Regions from separate parts of the Rattus norvegicus genome. Here region 2 is linked to region 1. A link is a contact called in public Hi-C data. All regions are on one chromosome and are shown on one strand. The core of a region is the stretch at or near the end of the contact, and the rest is flanking DNA. Distances in the headings are between cores, read along the strand shown. Region 1 overlaps Auh (AU RNA binding methylglutaconyl-CoA hydratase). Region 2 has its middle 100 kb from the start of Auh.

The links. Hi-C and Micro-C count contacts between places; a contact is called where the count stands out from the background.
Region 2: a Hi-C map of the A7r5 cell line shows a contact between it and region 1, with 1.8 times the contacts expected there. The contact joins two enhancer-like sites. A contact is called at or near these places in 4 of 12 Hi-C or Micro-C datasets (the A7r5 cell line, kidney and liver).

The regions. Positions count from the first base shown.
Region 1 is chr17:12,541,134-12,546,469 of GRCr8, reverse strand. The region is part of intron 6 of Auh (AU RNA binding methylglutaconyl-CoA hydratase); the gene reads right to left. It overlaps LOC134482816 (a long non-coding RNA gene), which reads right to left. Exons shown (of 2, transcript XR_010059387.1): 2 at 1-5,336. Among named protein-coding and RNA genes, the nearest start is that of Auh, 62 kb to the right of the region's middle. Within about 2 kb of position 3,364, at least 18 of the 93 cell types and tissues checked have an H3K27ac peak or open chromatin away from gene starts, as enhancers often do. A contact at or near this core is called in the A7r5 cell line, where this site is marked.
Region 2 is chr17:12,583,208-12,588,543 of GRCr8, reverse strand. No RefSeq gene overlaps it. Among named protein-coding and RNA genes, the nearest start is that of Auh, 100 kb to the right of the region's middle. Within about 2 kb of position 2,628, at least 48 of the 93 cell types and tissues checked have an H3K27ac peak or open chromatin away from gene starts, as enhancers often do. A contact at or near this core is called in the A7r5 cell line, where this site is marked.

The sequences.
Region 1 (5,336 bases), core at 2,115-4,614:
CTGTAGCTTCTCATACTGAGGCGCTGGGAGACAGCACTAGGCAGACCTCACAAAACCAACCTCCAAACCCAAGCTACAGAGCATGGCGGTGAGCACCTGGCTGGAAGACCAGGCCCCGGGGCAGCACCAGGCCATCACGTCTGCCAGGAGACCATGTGCGATAAAATCAAGACTTGGTTGGTATTAGACTCTGAAAGGATGGTCCGTGGCTTTGTGTGTTTTGGGACACGGTCTGTGTTTCAGTCCAAGCCAGCCAGAATCCCAACATGGAAGGGGAGGGGCTCATGATGCCCCTCCCCCAGCTGAGGAGCTACTGGCAACTGCTGGCTGCTGGGAGAAGTCCACTCTCTTCAGGAGAAGCTGCCCAGGCTCCGGCAGATGACATCCCCACACCCACACACGTCTAAACAGTGTGCTTAGTAGGTTTTTTACACTAAAAGAGGATATGATGTTGGGAGAGAAAAATGTTGGTGGCAGGGGAAGAATTGGGAGGGAGGGAAATTGATGGACACGTACGCATTTATACGTATGCATTCCTGAATACCTCAAACAACAATAAAATAAGTACAATGTAAAACGAAGCAGAGTCTGGCTAGGTAGCTCAGGCCGGCCCGGAACTCACAGTGTGTGCAGCCTGGGTATCAGGATTATAGGTACATACATCACACTCCGGCTTTGGGAAGCACATACTTCTTTTTTAAATCTTTTTTTTTTTTTTTTTGGTTCTTTTTTTCGGAGCTGGGGACCGAACCCAGGGCCTTGCGCTTCCTAGGCAAGCGCTCTACCACTGAGCTAAATCCCCAACCCAGCACACACTTCTTAAACCAATTACATTCTTTCAAAGGTGTTTGAGCAACTACGATTGACTTTGCTTAGCCCAAGGAAAAGAGGACTTATGGAAGGCCCTCAGAACCGAGGAGGGGCTTCTGAAGTGACAGAGCTCATGGGAGTTTCACAGCACCCAGCAGACCTCTGCCAACACTGCGCCTCCCACTGGAAGGTCCAGGGGCCAAGACAGAGGAGCACACACTCACTCACACGTGCACACCTGGCTCTTTGCCAGTGTGAGGACTCAGTTGGGCTCTGTGCCCTAGGGAAACTGCTTTCAGGAGACATGACAGGTTCGGGCTCCAAACAGCAGCTAGGGAGCTTCAGGAGTCACCAGACAATAACCCTGAGATACTTCCCAGCATAAGCACTGGGAAGCCACAGTCACGTTATTTGGGTTGCCTTACGATTTAAAACAGACATCCCATTAGGCAGAAAGTATAAATGAACACTTGGAATCTTTGCTCGGTTCCGCCTGTGGTAAATAAGCGTTAGAGCTGTACCCGACAGAATGGCACAACCTGCATGCCGCTCTATGAGGTACCTGCCCATCAAACGCCACAGTGACTCACCCACACAAACACCTGGGCACAGTCCGAATGAACTTGCAAACTGGGAGTCATCATTTAACGAAAATGGATGTGTCTCGGTGCTTCTGGAAATACCGACATTTTGCAAGGATTAAATATCTATGGAAAAGCCCACTTGGAAGCTGAGTGGAAAAGAAAACAGGCGCTTCACTGTCGGACTGCCTTATTAAAACGTCTAATGTGATGTTAGAATCCCTGTGCCTAGGAAGAGTTAAACGGTCAGAGCCCCTAAACCTTATCAGAAACAGGCTGCCGAAGGTCTCCGAAATAAACCCCAGTGCCCCTCCAGATGCTTGGCCGCACAGGGAGCTCACATCCACAGAGCTGTGTGGGGCTGAGTGAATGGACTCTGTGGACAGGAGGTGACAGCTAAATCTGGGAGCAGGCGGCGTCCCTCCTCACTCATTCGTGAGATGCTTTACAGCGCGGTGAACAGGAAAGCGTGTGTCTCCAAATGGCGAGTGAATGTGGGGTGCGCTTGCTGCAGACAATTAATGCACGCAGCTGGTGCCAACCATCAGTGAGCCTCAATCACAGCCTGACAGCTCCAGCAACATCCCACTCGGAGTAATTATAGCAAATGGCGTGCAGGCTTAATGTTCTGCCGTTTTTATTCTGGAACGTAATCAACAAGATATTAAGATTGCTTCTGCTTAGCTTTTCTTTAATATTCACACCGACAAAAATAAACAGTCATCAGACACTTAGTGGAGAGCATAGGAGAGCATTTAATAGGCCTTGCTTATGATAATGACTTTAGTAAACATATATGGTTGGTGAATAATCGCATTCTATCAGCCTTTCCATAAAGCAATGCGCGCTCCCCGACATGCATTAACTTTCTGCGATTCCCAGACTTTCCTGCGTGCATTACATAAGTGTTTGCACGTATTGGGTGTCAAATGTTTTTGGTGCTAAATGAGGAAACACAGAAGCAGCTTCCAAAGCAGCTATGTTATTGTAAAGGCCGGTGCTGCCCCAGATTCCTTGTGTATAGGGCAACAGCTAAAACAGACGTCTGCACAAACAAAGCACAGCCAGGTTTAGCAAGTTCATGGTCCATAGGCTCAGACTTTTGTAGGGAAATGCAGATGCGAACTTATACCCTCGTGCACTTTTAAAACTCCAGCCTACGCCGACTGCAAGTCCAAACTCATTCCACACTGCTCCAGGGCCCCAGGAGGCCATGGGGAAGGACACTTCAAAGCTGAGAAGGATCTTCCTGGGCCTCCTGATAAGAGCAGAAATGGGAAGAGAATCCAACAATCTTAGAACATCCACTTGAGACTACCAGGTTCCTTCCAGCACTCCCGTTGTAAGTGTCTGTCCACACTCCCAGTGTAACACTGCTGTCCACACTCCCAGTGAAACACTGCTGTCCACACTCCCAGTGAAACACTGCTGTCCACACACCCACTGTGTCTGTCCATACAGCCACCATAACAGTAATCTGTCCAACACGCCTGTCTTCCATGCTCACTTTCAATCACCCCAATGATCACCAGGTAGCATGCAATCTCTTCTGCGCATGTGTCTGCTTCCTAAAACACAGCCAAAGCAGTTTTGCCCTCCTTGATGAGTGAGCTGTGTTTCTAGCCTACATATGAAAGTCTGTTACATGTTTGGTACTCAGAAAAGTACTTAGTAGATACACATCTGTCTCCCAGACCTTGTCTCAAAAGACCAAGGGGAAATCCACTAAGAATTAGTCAGCACGGAACATTCTAGCAGGTGTGCCCATCCCTTTGACATCCGCAAAGTCTATAAATTTTATTCTCCAGAGCCATTAAATCAAATTACAAGGAGGAAAATAATCACACAGAAACCCTCAGTACAATTTTGTGCTGGGCTGCATCCACAGCTGTCCTGGACCCTGGGTTGGACACTGTTACAAGAGAAAGCACAGTCCCGGGGTCAAGTGATCACATTACTTTCCACGCACTGACTCAGCACCCTCCAGGGCAGAACAGCGAGCACACTCAACCACCAGTCCCTCCCCCAAGCCCCTACACACACACACACACACAGCCGCTAGCGACCAAGAAGACAATAATTCTGGTTGATTGATGTGAAGTGTTTACTTAGAAGATTTTTGGACAGCCTCAGGAAAACACCAGAAATGATGAAGAATCTTGTCGCAAGCCTCAAGCAGGCCTGCACCCTAAGGAGCCTTACACCCGTGAGAAGAGCCTTGCCACAGACACTCTTTCCAGACAGGGACAAGGTCACAAACTCTGTGGGCAGTGACTCAAACTTACAGAGCAGGCCCAGAGATTCAAAACGGAGGCCTGGTCAGCAAGACCCTTCCCTGCGTGCCTGTAGCCTGGGCTCCAAGGGCTTCAGGAGAAGAGGATGCTGTCCGCTAGCTCTAAGGTGCTGGAGGTGTGGCTGTTAATTAGCGTAGTAAGTGACAACGGCTAAAGCCAGCCAAACCACAGCTCAAGTGAACAGCAAGGTTCTACAGTTTTAACTGGGGCTAGAAATGGTACCTTAAAGTCACACACAGAAAGGGCTGTCATGGAATGTTTGCATGGAACCAGAATTAGTGCGCATGTGTGCACATTCATGAGGCAAATCAGCAAAATAATAATAATAATTAGCACTCCAAATGGCAAGCACTGGGTGGGGGCCGCCTGACTCAGAGCAGTCACTGACTTATAAAAATTCCACGGGCAGCCTTTATAAAACCGTCTTTGACGCTTCTGACTGATGCTTTTTACCCACTTGAAATTTAGGCAAGCGCAAATACAAACAGTTCCTGAATATTCATCATAAAAAAAAAGTCGTTCTGTGTCTGTGGATGCGACACATTGTCCAGGTGCCCTCAAACACCCGAAGACGGAATGGAATCCCCTCCTGGAGTCACGGAGGGCTGTGAGCTGCCCCGTGTACACGCTGGGTCCTCCTGGGAGAGCAGTGGGTGCTCTTCAGGGCCGAGCTGCCCCTCTAGCGTTCGTTCTTCGCTCTGAGGGGTTGAAGGGCTAGCCAGGTGCAGCTGAGCTTTATGGTCTTGGCCTGCTCCTTTCTCCCAGGGCAAGCAAGGTCCAACTGAGGCAGGAAGGAATCAGCCTGTGCATCTAAGTTTCTCACAGCCGGGGAAAAGGTCCTTCAAGTTTCCAGGATGAGAATCGCAGGGTCCTGCAGGGCAGGGAGCCATAACTACTCACAAGCAAGCAAACTACTAGGGAGACAGAGAACAGACAGCACAGGTACACGCGGCCCACATCCCCAGCACACGTTCCACCACCGCACATCGGAATTCCCAGGCACTGCCTGGTAAAAGTCCTGATAAATACAAACTTCAGAGAAATCATTTGATTCCTTTCAAGCAGTACTGAGCACGCAAACGTAACAAGCGCCACACTGGTATGGACGCCGCCACCCCCCACCCAACCTCCATTTCTATGTGAGTGCCCCAGGAGCACGGCTCAGACCCTCAGAGCAGCAGAGACAAGATGGCTTCTCAGGGGAGCAGGATGTCTGAGACTCTGATCTCAGTGCCAATGGACACGAGACCAAGGTACTCTGCTGCAAGGCCATGAGGAATTAGTAAAACCTTTATGCTGGAGTTTATGAAAACTGAGAATAGAGTAAAACCCAGAGTGGCAATCAGCCTATTCTCAACAATTCTAATACAAATTCACAGTAATACATCTTGACCTTGTCTTAAAATGGTGGTAAGATGAAGAAAAAGGAAAAGAGCTTAGGAAACTCGAGAGAAGGGCTGGGCAGGGCTCAGTGGGGCAGTGCTTGCTGCACGAGAGCACGAGGACCTGAGTTCAGATCCCCAGCTCCCACATGAAAGTGGCCATGGCGGCCACAGCTGTAACCAACAGCATTGGATGCTGAGACAAGCCGGTCTGTGGAGCAGCTGACCGCAAGCCAGCACGGCCGACTGCTCAGCTCCAGGTTCAAGAG
Region 2 (5,336 bases), core at 1,379-3,878, 43 kb before region 1:
TTCCAACACATATGCAAATATGTACACATCACATACACGCACCACTCACATGCACACATACATGAGCATGCACACACCCATGATATCACATGTGCATATCACATACACACACCACTCACATGCACACATACATGAGCATGCATGCACCCATCACATCACATGTATACATCACATACACACACCATTCCCATGCACCCATACATGATATCACATCTATACATCACATACACACAGCACTCACATGCACACATACATAAGTGTGCATGCACCCATCATAACACACACACACACACACACACACACACACACACACACACACAGAGTCTCTTCTTGGGGGAGCCGGGACACGAGTCATTCTCAAGTGAGAGTCTGAGGGCTTTGTTCTGTGGAGCTTGTCTTTGCCAAGAGCACAGCCCCGTGGCCCATGACTTCTCGTGGGCATGTGTTCCTGGAAGCAGCTTGACATTTGTCACCGGTCTTACAGTGCAGCCAGTTCATAGGTAGCCTCAGCCACCAGGGGTGCACATAGGTAGCCTCAGCTAAGGGGATTTGCTGTCCTTACTCTCCAGCCAAATATTTGGGCTATGAGGAGCTGGAATGCAGTTCTCTAGAGGGTGGCTCAAAAGTCAGTGTGTAAGCACGTTACTGGCCAGAATGTAAAAGTTGGGCCCAGGCAGGTAGGAACCCTCAGTGTTCACTTGCTGTGAGGCTGAGATGGGTGTGCAGCGCTCCAGAGGACACAGGGAGCAGCCAGGGCCTTCTGAATTGCAGGGCCACTGTTCCACCTGCAAACCCCACCCAACCTTGGCCAATCAGATTACCCGAAAGCCTCTTCTTTGTAGGAAAGCACTGAAGACAGGAGCTCAGGAAAGGGGACATGGGCACTTCCTACTTCACATAGCTTTGGGGTATGCAAACTGTTCAGAAGAAAGAAAGGGTGCCTTGAATTATCTTCCTCAGAAGTTTATTTAGGAAACAGTCCAGGCTATTAGCAGAAGTTCATTTGCTGGGTCAGATTGCCTTGCTCTGAAAGTCCCACAACTTCTCTCCAAGCTCCCCTTCCCCCTCACTGAGTTCATAATACGTAACACTGACAGCGGAGAAAACACATAAAACAGCCTATAAGGGTAAGCCAGAGCTTTGCAAAGCTCTTGAACCGCTCTTGAAACACTGGGAGACAGCGAGAGTGCACGTTGAGGAGTTATTCCGTTGGTAGCAACAGGGATGATACCAGACAACTCAAGGGCTTTCCTGGGGTTCAAAAGCTGCCCACTGGAGGATCTGATCGCAGAGGTCAACAGAGAAATGCAAGATCCAGGAACCTAGATAGACCCAGCCAGGTTCCATTGGGCTGCTGACAGAACCACAGCTAAGGGTGGCAAATGTCCGCCACACTGTCCTCCTAACCTAGAGCAGAGGCGTAACTAGGGCTACCCATGACATCATGTCAGTTATCCAGAGAGGTCATAATACCACTCTTTCTGGGCTGAGCAGGGGTGGGGAAAGCTGGGCCACAGGTGCTGGGTCTAAATACTCCCTCTCCCCAGCCAGTCTATCTGAACCATGTCTCTGCGTGCCCCCATCCACCAACATTCTGACTCAGAGGTTGACACCTCCACTGGGTCCTGTCCCCATGGTTGACCTGCTTCTCCACCAGTGGCTCAAACTTCTAGCTGGTCTAAGTTCTCATTGGACCAAGGGCTTTTACACTCCCAGCACCTCCTCCTTCCCATTCCCCTCGTGACAGAGGCTACGGAAGCTTCCGAGTTCTGCTGTGAGCCAAGGTCACCCTTAGAACTGCACGGAAAAAACTGGGGTAGACTGCTCAGTTGATAAAGTGCCTGCGTGCCTGGGAACCTGAGTTCCAATCTCCAGTGGGCTGGAAGTTGCCATCGTGTAAAACCAGACCAGAGTGAAGCCATACCCTGGCCACTAGGCATGACAGGAAACACAGGGTGTCCCTCCAGCCCTGAGAGCCCGGTTCTACTGTCCCCATGGTCCTGCCCTTTCCTGCTGAGGGTTGCAGGCCAAGTGACATTTTCTTTGATCCAGGCCACTTTCGTTTGAACTTGTGCCACTCACAACAAAGATTCCTGACGCATCAGGGCCAAACTCCCTTGATAACATTAAAAGCCGGCCACGGCATGGCATTTACTTTACTTTCCTGGTCCTGTGGACTCGGTAACAGCCACCGCAGTAACTTTCCACTGTGTGTGGAGACACGTCAGGCCTCACCTCGTGGTTCCGAATACGTCTGCCAAGGCCACTGTGCTTTAGTCCTTAGCTTTGTCAGACAGAGCGGTGGACCTGGCTTTTCAATGGCGAGCTAGAACACAGGTAAAATCAAAACACTGCAGAAGAGAGGGTTCCCACAGGAACCCTCTCGCACCAAACTCCCACGCTTAAAAAAGAAACCCCGAGTAGGCTTCTCTATTTCACTCAGTGGCTTAAAAAAAAAAAAAAAGTCGTGAGTCGTGCAGGAAGGGTAAAAAAAAAAAAAAAGTCCAAAAATGCCTCGCTATTTCTGAAGTGCTTTATTTTGGAATTTTCTGCTCTGTTTGAGTGGCCCGTGTTTGTGGGCGAGAATTATGTCATGAGTTAATGATCTCAGGAGGCTGTAAACTTGGGGAAGGAGAAACTTGTGCAAAATGGCCTTGAGGCTGTGGGCTGTGTTGTGTAACAGGCTCGGGAGCACGGGCACGAGTCTGGGATCATAGTGCGGGGCTGCACAGTGTAGCCAGTGTCGTGTCTCCCGCTGACCTTTTCTAAGACAGAATCACAACCATGCCCCCCACCACGCACACGTTGCCAATACCGAAGTTGGATACCGAGAAGCAGAAATAAATGTCAGTCGTCCCCCCCCCCCCCCCCAGTTCCCAAAGGAAGACTTTGAAGTCCCTGGTTGCTGGCAGCCTGGTGTCTTGCCTGCCCATCTTACTCCTAACCACTGTAAAGGCCGTCCTTTAACACCAAAGCAAAATGTTTTCCTGAAGTACTTCCTGGCATCTGGGATGAGAACAATAGGCAGAGGCTTACAATAGATTATTTTATACGTAAGAAAAGCAGAAGGTCAGAGGCGGAGGGGTAGGGGTGGGGGAGCCAGGCTGTGCACGTCATAGCCCTCCATCGGTGTTTAATGCCGTTGAGCAACCACGCTGGCGAGAAACCATTACTTAATCCTGCCAGTATTATCCAGAAAGAATGCTTGCGAAATACCGAAGACAAATATGCTGTAATTATTACATGCACAGAGAGCTTGTCAAGCATAAACTGTTAGTGTAACATCAACACAGCCTCCTGCTCCATTGGAGTGGGCCAGTAATTAGCACCGACAATGGACAGTGTGTGTGAGCGGTGGGGGGCGGGGAGATGGGAGGACAAGAGAGAGCAGTGTTCAGGGCCTCCACAGGCCTGGCACACAGGCCTTGCTCTTCAAGACGCTTCTGTCTGAAAATACTTCAGAGCCAAGCACCATTGGCATTGCAGAAGAAAATGGGGAGACACCCGGTTCTCTGACACTTCAGAAAGAAGGGACCACAAAAGTTAACCAAACCTCTCCTTCCTTTCACCGTCCTTCCTATTTTCTCCTTTCTACATTCTTCTCTTTGTATCCTTCCTTTTTCCTGCCCCTTCTGTCCCTCTTCCTTCCTCCCCCACATCCCCTCCCTCCTCCCTCACACCCCCTCCCTCCTCCCTCACACCCCCTCCCTCCTCCCTCACACCCCCTCCCTCCTCCCCCACACCCCTCCCTCCTCCCTCACACCCCCTCCCTCCTCCCTCACATCCCCCTCCCTCACATCTCCTTCCCTCCTCCCCCACACCCCTCCCTCCTCCCCCCACCCCTCCCTCCTCCCTCACACCCCCTCCCTCCTCCCTCACACCCCTCCCTCCTTACACCCCCTTCCTTCTTTCTCACATCCCCTTTCCTCCTCCCTCACATTCCCCTCCCTCCTCCCTCACATCCTCCTCCATCTTCTCCCTCATATCCCTCCCTCCTCCCTCAAATCCCTCTCCCTCCTCCCCCATATCCCCCTCTATCTTCTCCCTCATATCCCTTTCTCCTCCCTCACTCCCCTCCCTCCTCCCTCACATCCCTTTCTCCTCCCTCACTCCCCTCCCGCCTCCCTCAAATCTCCCTCCTCACTCACATTTCCCTCCCTCCTTCTCATGTCTCTTCCTCTTTCCTCCTCTCCCCCTTCTTCTCCCTCCCTCCGTTTCTTTCCTCTCCTCCCTCCCCTCCTCTCCCTTTATTTCCCATCCCCTTTTCTTTTTCAGAAAGGACCATTGGATGCTATTGCACTTGCATGGAGAACCCTGGCCAAAGTCTGATCAGTTCACATTCAGGACTGGCCTTGTCACGATCTAAGAGATAAAGCATGGGATGTCAACTCAATAGCACAAAGGAACTGTTTCCAGAAAGGCAAAGAGTAACACACACACACACACACACACACACACACACACACACACACTCTTAAAATGCTTTTAAGTATGTGCAAAAAGTCAGAGAAAAGTGTGAGAATGATGGCTGACCAAACAAGGATTCACAAAGACACCGGGGAAGAGGAAGAACCAAACAAGGTTCCTAAAGTCAAAGCGACAGCCAGATGTGCAGTGCTCACCCAGAGCTCTCCAAAGCAACACCATGGCGGCCCAGGAAAGGTTAAGCCTGAAGCAGGAGAATCAGTCAACTCCAAAGACAGAAGAAAGACCAAAGAGAAGCAAAGACCTCAAGAGCCCATGAGGTTTCCTGAGTATACCAACATGGAGGACCAGAATACTAGGGAGTGGGTTAGGAAGACACCTGAGAGGACAGTGGGCAAGCGGACCCCAAGTCCAACACCAGATTGAAGCCCACAGACCCAAGAAACTTGAAAACCAGGCTCCAGTCGGAGTAGCACTGAGTGTGTTATCCAGCCAACACACTCCTAGCTCAGACGGGAAAAGCCAGACAAGGCTAGATGATGTGCACAGGCCTGTATGCCTAGCTACTTGAGGGGTGACTAAGGCAGGGGAATCCTGCCTGAACTACAGAGGGAGTCTGAGGCCATCGTGGGCAAGTTAGTGAGATTTTATTACCTAGTAAAAGAGGACCGAAAACATAATTCAGTGGTAAGGGATTGTCCGTATGTGTGAGGGTTTGGGTTACATCCTGTGGAGTGTGTGTGTGTGTGTGTGTGTGTGTCTGTGTGTGTGTGTGAAGGAGAGAGACAGAGACAGAGAGACAGACAGAGAAACAAAGACAGATTCAGGCACACATAAGAGAAACAGAAACACACGCACGCACGCACACACACACACACAGAGACAGACAGACAGACACATAGACAGACATA